Regions from separate parts of the Zea mays genome. Here region 2 is linked to region 1. The links are chromatin contacts, called in public Hi-C maps. All regions are on one chromosome and are shown on one strand. The core of a region is the stretch at or near the end of the contact, and the rest is flanking DNA. Distances in the headings are between cores, read along the strand shown. Region 1 has its middle 75 kb from the start of LOC100272993. Region 2 holds the start of LOC103633361 (putative zinc finger CCCH domain-containing protein 51).

Region 1 (4,277 bases), core at 1,205-3,704:
TTTAACGTAAAATTTGGATCATATAACGTCAAGTGTTTTATGATAAAGCAAGCATATTATTATTACACTTGTGATCAAAATTGTACGTTCTTTGTTTATTTTAAAAAGGGCCACGGGAAGCGTCAGCCCAAATTTTGGTTTAATTTGGTTCCATATTGTGCCGATACGTCAAATGGGCCGAGTTATCCTCATGCACAAAAGTCCAATGGCTCAGTTTTGTCGAGTGACTACGTCTTCTGCCAAAGGCTTCACTAGGCTTCCGTCGGTTTCTTTTGGCCCAGAGAAACCTTTTCGTTTCTCAAGCCCATAAAAACAAAATTTTGCGCCTTTGGTATGAAAAGGAACAACAAAAATTAAATCAAATACTTTTATAATTTAAACTGGAACCAAATCCTATAGGCTCTTAAAAAGAACGAACAGGTTTAATTTTTGTTGTACCAGATAAAGAGAAAAAAAAATCTTTGACGCCGATTTAGATCACACTTTAGGCCTTGTTCGTTTGTGTCGGATTGCAACCGAAATCGTTCCAGCTAATCAAAGTTTATATAAATTAGAGAAGCAATCCGGTTAGGAATCGTTCCGACCCACCAATCCGGCACAAACGAACACGCCCTTAGGTAGATCTAAGATCGCTCGGGCCGTCATAGACAGGAGAACACAGCGAGAATATCACATTTCTGTGGTGAAGAATAAGGAGGGTTAGGAGCAAACACCAAATAATTTGGTTCCTCTCAATCTCCCCTCTACTCTATCTACACTTTAGCTATCTTTTCTACTGCAAACTTCACATCAGAACAATAATGCAATACTAATTTATGGCGGGTTCCCAGGGAAAAAAAACTGGCTTCCCTCCTGAGACCATCCTGTCTTGAAAACGATACAAATCCATTCCTCTCGGCATGGCCTTTCTCACCGTATTTGTTTTCATCACTTGATGTGCCCAGATTTCAACCGTGTACTAATAATTATATTGGCGCCGGCGCAGCCGTCTAGCTTTGTTATATCAAAATGCACAAAGCAAAGAAGCTAGCTAGCTAGTAAACTTGTACAACGCTGTCCGTTGAGTGTTTGTTGACTAAGCTAGTAGTAGTAGTAGTCACTTGCCAAACCTGCTACTTGTTGCATTGGTCCCAGCGCTACCAATTTATTTGTGGCGGCTTCCACACACACACACAAACAAACAAACAAAAAACATTTCACCATAAGACCTTCCTGGGTTCCTGTCTATAGAAACGGTAAAAAAATTGTGTGCTCCATCTTCGCTGGACCCTTTTGGCCAATGCCCAATGGCCACATGTGTGAGTGTACTTGGTTTCAAACATATACTCACAAGACCAGATAAATCAACTTTAATAGAGTTTGTCCTAGTTTATTTTTAAATTTATTGAACTTCGATGGAAACGCCGATGTACCTCTCGTTGTAACCACGACCTTGTACAATGAATTTCAGGTGGGAGATCCTCCCCCGTCGACAGTAAAAAAAAAAGTTTACTGAAACTTTGAAACATAACATGTATGGAATGAAATAGGTCTAATATGAAAAAATATATATATATATTATGATGGATTTTAGAGGAGATAACTTAGATACTAAATTTACTGTTAGACGGAATGGGGGAAAGAGTGTATTGCGCCTGCGCATTGTGCAGCCATCTACTGTAGTTTGAGTATCGGAAACGGACGAACTAAGCTAGTACCATAGGGCACACATTGCTGTCCATGTCTCTGTCTTCGTGTAAATCTCTCTCTCTCTCTTCCCAGCCTTTCGATCATCTGATGGTTACTTCAAGTTTGTATGCTTCTGAAGAGGAGCACATTTTTTTCTAGCTTTTCAAGCGCAGGGCCGCACGTCTCCTGTTTTCAAATGCAGGGCCGGGACCTTCTGTGCGACTGCGAATAAAACGGCTGCGTGCAGTGTAATTTATCTCTGTGTGTCCCACGTTTCCGGTAGCGGTTACTGTCGCTGATTAGCGTCGGACTTCTCCATGCGATTTAATACTATTTCAGCTAGTTTATTCGTTTTGATTCGTTCGTTTGCCGCCTTTTGGAGATCAGCGGCGTGGTATTAAAAAGCTCGGCCGACGTGGACCTGTTTGGCACCGTACGGGTAGATATCTGGATGAGCGAACGGGGACGCGCTTGTCTCGCGCATCGGGTCGTATCTGTCGCCAACACACTCCAAGGAAAGGAAAGAAGAGGAAATACTACTGCTACTACTTGCTCTGCAGTAAAAAAAAAAAAAACAAGACGCCGCCGCCGCCCGTCGGCTGTCGGCGATGACACACGGTGACAGTAACGTTAAACCTAGCCGGAGATTCCGATGCATGATCTGGGAGGGAGGTCAGTCTGAAACCAAGTGGGCGTCGGCGCCAGATTTTCCAGCCCGTGCATTGACCAATCTCGGCGATCTGATGGGCCACCACCACCACCGGGACACCGGCAGGTTTGGTTTGGGCTGGGAATCTCGGGCCGTCGCTTTTGAGCTTTGACTTCTCTCTCACTAGAAGGACAAAACCCGCGCACGTCCAGTTTCTTTCTTTCGGGATCCCCGGATCCCTAGCCCCCCCTACGGCTTTTGGCCTTTTTGTCAAATTGCAATGCCTGTCACCTTGCGCAAGCGTATAAAGCGTGTGTGGATTTCGACATATATTTTGACTCAGAGGGCAGGGCACGACAGCAGCTCACTGGTCACTGTGTTCCTTCACAAGTCGTCAGGAAGCGTACGTATGGGGAGAGAGAGAGAGAGAGAGAGAGAGAGAGAGAGAGAGAGAGGAAGAGAGACCTGCGAGAAATGGCGATTGACTGACGTGGTTACCGGATTGACCGTGCATCCGATAGCACGGATTGCTGGCAAGTGGCGCAACCGGCGGATTGTTGGCCGGAAAACAATCGTTTTGGTCGCGACCGGTGGTTCGGGGTTGGTGGCAGCGCTACCAGCTGTACCCGGCCATAATCCTTTCAGTGATTCACGTCCTCGTCATCGTTCTTCATTAATCCCAGCCAATGCACACGTTGCAGGCTTGCAGCGACCTCTGCTCTCTCCGTTGACTCGTTGACCTGCTGCACTGCACACTAGCAGCAGTAGTACACTAGTGTACTGGAACTGAGGTGATGTGTTCCATCAGTGAGCTCGGTCGCCGAACAAGTCAGGGCCGGTAGTGGAACGTTCAGCGGTGTAATCAATCCGACACAAGGGATGGCAAACGCCAGGAATCCTTGACTAGTAGTAGAACGCATGCATGGAGATCGCCGCGGAATGGCAGCTGCAGGCCTGTGCAAGAAACAAGAGGAACTTGAGATGCTGTACAAAGCTTTTGATTGTCTGAGAAAAAAAATCGAGAGCCGGTCAATCAAACTAAACGTGACGTGGGAAGTCTGCTGCTTAATAGTGTCGTAAAGCTGATGTAACGAAGACATCAATATACAAGTAAAGAGTTAAGACCCGTTTTCTCTGGACGTGGAAGATGGTGGGTGAGGTAACCACTGTATGGCTGTGTATCACGCAAGTGGCACATCATATTTATAAAATAGAGGTGTAATATAGATTACACTATGGGGATATTTGGTTTCTGCTAGAAACTAAAATGGCGGTACTAAAAATTAGTCACTAAATACCAAACAATCTCGGTTTCTGCTAGAAACTAAAATGGTGGTACTAAAAATTAGTCACTAAATACCAAACAATTAATCTATATTTATAGAATGAAGTTTTAAATAAAAGATAAGATAGTTGTTAGAGACGGCCTAGATATCAGTACGAGTCCGTATTTTAATTTGCAGCCTAGACCATTTCGTCGCGGCCGTCCACACCACACCAGCGGTGGATTGGCTTTTATATGCAGCATTCTTTGGCACGCCTTAAATGTTGGGGGCGTAGCCAAGTGCGACTACGAACAGCAAATGCGTCGCGGGACCGCCCATGCAACATGCATGCATGGTCCAGTAGATAGATAGACACTTATCCTGATCTTACTATAATGTGGCTTTTCGATGAAGCCGATTAAATAAAATAAAACGCGCGTGCAGCCATGTCGACCTGCCCCCCCGTTGAAATCCAGGGTCAGAGGTCAGTCAGCACACGGCCTGCAGTAGACAGCGATGTGTTTCCTTGCCGACTGTCAAAAAAAAAAACGCGAAGAGACTGAGAGACGCCGCGGTGGCAGTAGCTACCACATGCAGTCCACCGATGGAGCTGCACCTGCACCTAGCGCTGCTGGAGCAACTGCGGCCAAGCAACGGAGTCGTGCAACGGGGACGGGGGCTGCGTCGCCGGTCCA
Region 2 (4,277 bases), core at 786-3,285, 470 kb after region 1:
ACACTTAGAAGAAAAATAAAACAATTTGCCATTTAACACTTAATGATAGAAACACAAGGCAACGTAAGCAACAAACATCTATGCAATAATGCAGAGTAAAACTAGCTGAAATGTTTAGGATCAGAAGGAACCTCTCAGTCTCTCTGGTGGCGTTAAGTTGCATGAACAGATCTGTGAGGCCGTAACCAGTCTTCCTATTCCTCTGGTCCTCTGTATGGAATCCATCAATTTCCAGAAGCTTTGTATAAATCTCAAGGAATTTTTTTTCAAGATGATCTACCGGGACTTGTGATGATGGCTGCAGCAACAGGAGATCGATCTCCATCTCCAACATTTGCAATGAACCAAGGTGGTCAACTTGCCTCATGTCATTAATCTCTGGGTAACCGCACACAAGGGAAAAGTGACAATTCTCACCATACTTACACTTTCTAATGGACAAGTAAAAACGACAAGTCTTTGTTTGGACCTTGCCATTACTGGGATAGCCACCAACATTTATACTAGCACATTTGTAGTGACTCGGCGTGTCACCATCCAGAATGCTCAAAGACTGGAAATGATCCCTGAAGCCAGTGAGTTTCGAGTATGGATTCTGAAAAGCTCCACTTGGGCCAATGGGGTACAATGGAGCCTGAAGGACCTGAGAATGGTTTCTTGAAGAAAACTGGTGCTGCTTCTGTGGTCCAATCTGATCAAAGGGGGTGAATAGACCAAATAGGGGCTCATTTTCCTCGGACAAATTCAGGATATTTTGCAGGCGGTTTGCACCCTCAAATAGGTTCATTAGTACATTATCTGTGGCAGTCAACAAATATGATCTGATATTCTCAAGTGGTGTGTTTGCAATCATGTAGTCAACGATCCCTTCGGCATTCTTTGGATGAAGTAGGCGGACCTTATCCTGCAACCTCGTCCTGCACTCCTCTATATCCATTTTTTGTTTCCTTCAACAAGAACAAGGTACTGGGACTCATTGCACAGCAAGATTAAGGAAATGCAAAAGTAGGCGAGTTTTGTGAAAAGTTGAATGAACACGATGTAAACCAGTACCACGGCAGCAATGGGGGTTAGTAGTGCACGTGAGAACGAAAATATTGCATCATTCTCTACTAGAAATGAAGTAGCATCTGCCTAAATCTGTACCCCCCCACCCCCCATTTCGTGATTCCAAACTTAACGAACTCCAAACATATTTGGCCTTAGTTAGCAAGTGTTGGCGATTCTTTGCCAGAAGTCGAAAGGAGTAAAGCAGTGCCACGGCAGCAATGCGGAACAACAGTGAATTCGTCTTTTACCCATTTTGCAATTCCAAATTCAAACAGGGGATTTGGTATTTACTAGCAGAATTGTCAATCGCAACTCTAATCTCCATCAGACCCACCAAAATCTCGAGCATGCCAGAACATACCCTTAAGGACTGTTCTTTTCCAACAACTCGCATTTCCCCACTTCGTATTCCAATCTCCAAATATTTGAACGAACAAACTAACGGATTTGGTCCTGACTAGCAGAATCAGCAATTCTATTCGCCAACGAAATATCTGACATGCCTGAAGGAACCAATTATCAAGAACCGCAGTTTCCAAGAAGCGAATCAAAGCTCACAGAAACCTACTCCGTGAAGCGTGTCAAATCGCCCACAAGCTTCCGCAACAAAGAAAAGATGAGACAACCCACCATATCCCCCACCAAGAATCGCCATGTCTTCAGGAATCCGCTTCCAAAACCCAAAAACCGACTAAAACCTCTCCTGTTGTTCCAGATTCTCCAAGAACCGCCGCAAGAACTGAGGTGCAAACGGCAAGGGAGCGTAAAGGGGGTTTTCGTAGTCCCAATGCACTAACCTCGTTTTCCTCCATCTCGGAACAACAACACCCGCGACACCAACGAACACAGGGGGGATTGTTGGGGCATGACCAGCAATGATGTACACCACGTCCCCACCCCTGCAGACTCGGGCGATAAATGATATTCCCCGGCCGCAAGGTTCGTTGGGACTTGGGAGGTAGAGCGGGGCGGGCGGGTGGCCTGCGGCCGAGGGTTTATATGGTCGCCCGGCCTTGCTTCGATTTCTGTTTTGGCCTCAATTTCGTATTTTCGTTTATGAACATTTTTTGGTCTTTATTAAAATTGTATTTTGGTTCCAATTTCACTCTAGACTAATCATTTCATATCTTCAACTTTATATTCTGATTCTTAGCCTTCTTTTGGCTCAATTTATCACCCTATGCTTCTTGGATCTCAACACTGGGACGTCTTGTCACTTCAAACATCACCCATGATTTGAGATGGACGGTAAATGTTTGGTTTCAGATTCTAGTTGGATGTTTTCAGAGTGAAACAGAATAGCAGAGACTGACACAAATGAGGAGAGGAGCGTTGGACTCGTGAACGTATAAGTTTGGTCGTTTTTTATAGCATAAAGATACAGGGCCGGTCCTGGAGGGGGCAAGTAGAGCCGCCGCACCGGGCCTCTGATTTTGGAAGGGCCCCAAGTAATATACATGTATATATAATCTTAGGTGTTGTGTTTAGTACGGTTGTTCCACTTGTCTCTCTTCGCAGGACAGTTTTGACGTTGAGTTAAATGATCTACTATCTGAGTTGAAGGTTTTGAAGTTAAGTTTGCCTGAAATACCAATGTCTTTTATGGAGATTTTTTTAGTATGTTTGGCAAATAGATTTGTATCCAAATATTTCAATCGCTTATTGGATATTATTTACTGTGCTTGTGACCGTGGCATCGGCTTAGAGAAGCTTTTTAAAGTTAAAATTGTTGAAGAACTACTAAGGTCAACAATGTCTCAAGATCGTCTCAACGGATTGGCTACATTATACATTGAGAAAAAATTATTAGACGAGGCTGATAGCAACATTATTATCAATTACTTCGCATCAAGAAACATTAAAAGAAATTTTTGAAATAATATGTACAAAGATTTGAAGTTGTTTTGATATATTATAGTTTTTTATCATTCAAAAATTTGCTTATGTACTTAGAAGAAAGTATATATATTATAGACTTTTATCCGTCAAAATTTTTTGAGGGCCCTAATTTTTGGTTTCGCCCCGGGTCCATGAAACCTCAGGACCGGCCCTGTAAAGATACAACATATTGCAGAAATATTCCACGTTTAGAAAACATGTATATGTTGAAACGGATGGACTCGGTTATATCTAACTCTTCAACCTAACGTGGTGTCTTTGATATCATCCACGGGCCACAGCTATCAAATAAAATGTCATACTTTCAACGTAATATTCATATAAGTAATTATAAATTTGAATTTCCCCTAATATGAATGCTTTCACATGACATATCTATATTTTCACATTTCAATGAATGAATAGTGTTTTTATCTTATGGAAAATAAAAACATAATATTCTTATCTACTATTAGTTAGAAGTTGAGCCTGACGCTAGAAAATAACAGAAAAAATATATGTCTATTTTTTTGTCTTAGACATATTCTCAAGATACTAAGGCCCCATTTATTGCACTAGAGCTAGCTTGCTAAAAAGATGCTAGTTGAATTAGATGACTAACTATTAGTTAATTTTAACTAGATTAAACCAAATAATAACTAATTGATGGTTGAGGGTGTAGCTAATAGTTAGTTGGACTATTAGATGGAGATGTTTGGATTCCTTTAACTAAAAATAGCTAATAGCTAAATATTAGTTGGATTGTTTGCATGTTTTCAACTAACTTTTAACAACTAACTATTAGCATCGACGTATTCAAATATGACATAAATATCATTCATAGTCGTTGTAAATCCTACAAAAGTAATATTGTAATATATATATATATATATATATATATATATATATATATATATATATATATATATATATATATATGATACCATTATAAGGTACCATTTAAAATAATGATGCATGTTTATTTATGGAAAAAATATTTAGATCTAGTTAATTTTAAAAGGAGGTATTACAAGCTTAAGGTACGTAAAGCATTAAAATCTATGTCTATGGAAAAAAATAAAAAATGTGACGGCAAAAACACGAGATGCTACGAGCATGAATGCATTGTATCACATGTTTTTGTTGTGTAAAATTTTAAAATTTATTTATACCTTTATTATAATACTTTGATGACATTTTATATTTCTTGTGATATTTTTTAGAGTTAAATCTACTTTGAACTCTTTTAAAGATAATTTTATGAGCTTAGAATGTTTTGTTATGGTTTACCATCTTCTGGTATATCTTTAAAATTCTTCTAAAATACTATAAGGTTAGAGTCATTTTTT

Evidence for each region. A called contact is a pair of places that touch in the nucleus more often than the background predicts.
Region 2: a Hi-C map of ear shows a contact between it and region 1, with 2.1 times the contacts expected there. The contact joins the promoter of LOC103633361 here to the enhancer-like site in region 1. A contact is called at or near these places in 2 of 25 Hi-C or Micro-C datasets (ear and tassel).

Annotation. Positions count from the first base shown.
Region 1 is chr7:169,844,722-169,848,998 of Zm-B73-REFERENCE-NAM-5.0, forward strand. No RefSeq gene overlaps it. Among protein-coding and RNA genes, the nearest start is that of LOC100272993, 75 kb to the left of the region's middle. Within about 2 kb of position 2,455, at least 18 of the 20 cell types and tissues checked have an H3K27ac peak or open chromatin away from gene starts, as enhancers often do. A contact at or near this core is called in ear and tassel, where this site is marked.
Region 2 is chr7:170,311,004-170,315,280 of Zm-B73-REFERENCE-NAM-5.0, forward strand. It overlaps LOC103633361 (putative zinc finger CCCH domain-containing protein 51), which reads right to left and starts at 2,036. Exons shown (of 8, transcript XM_035961139.1): 1 at 1,848-2,036; 2 at 132-947. The coding sequence starts at 937.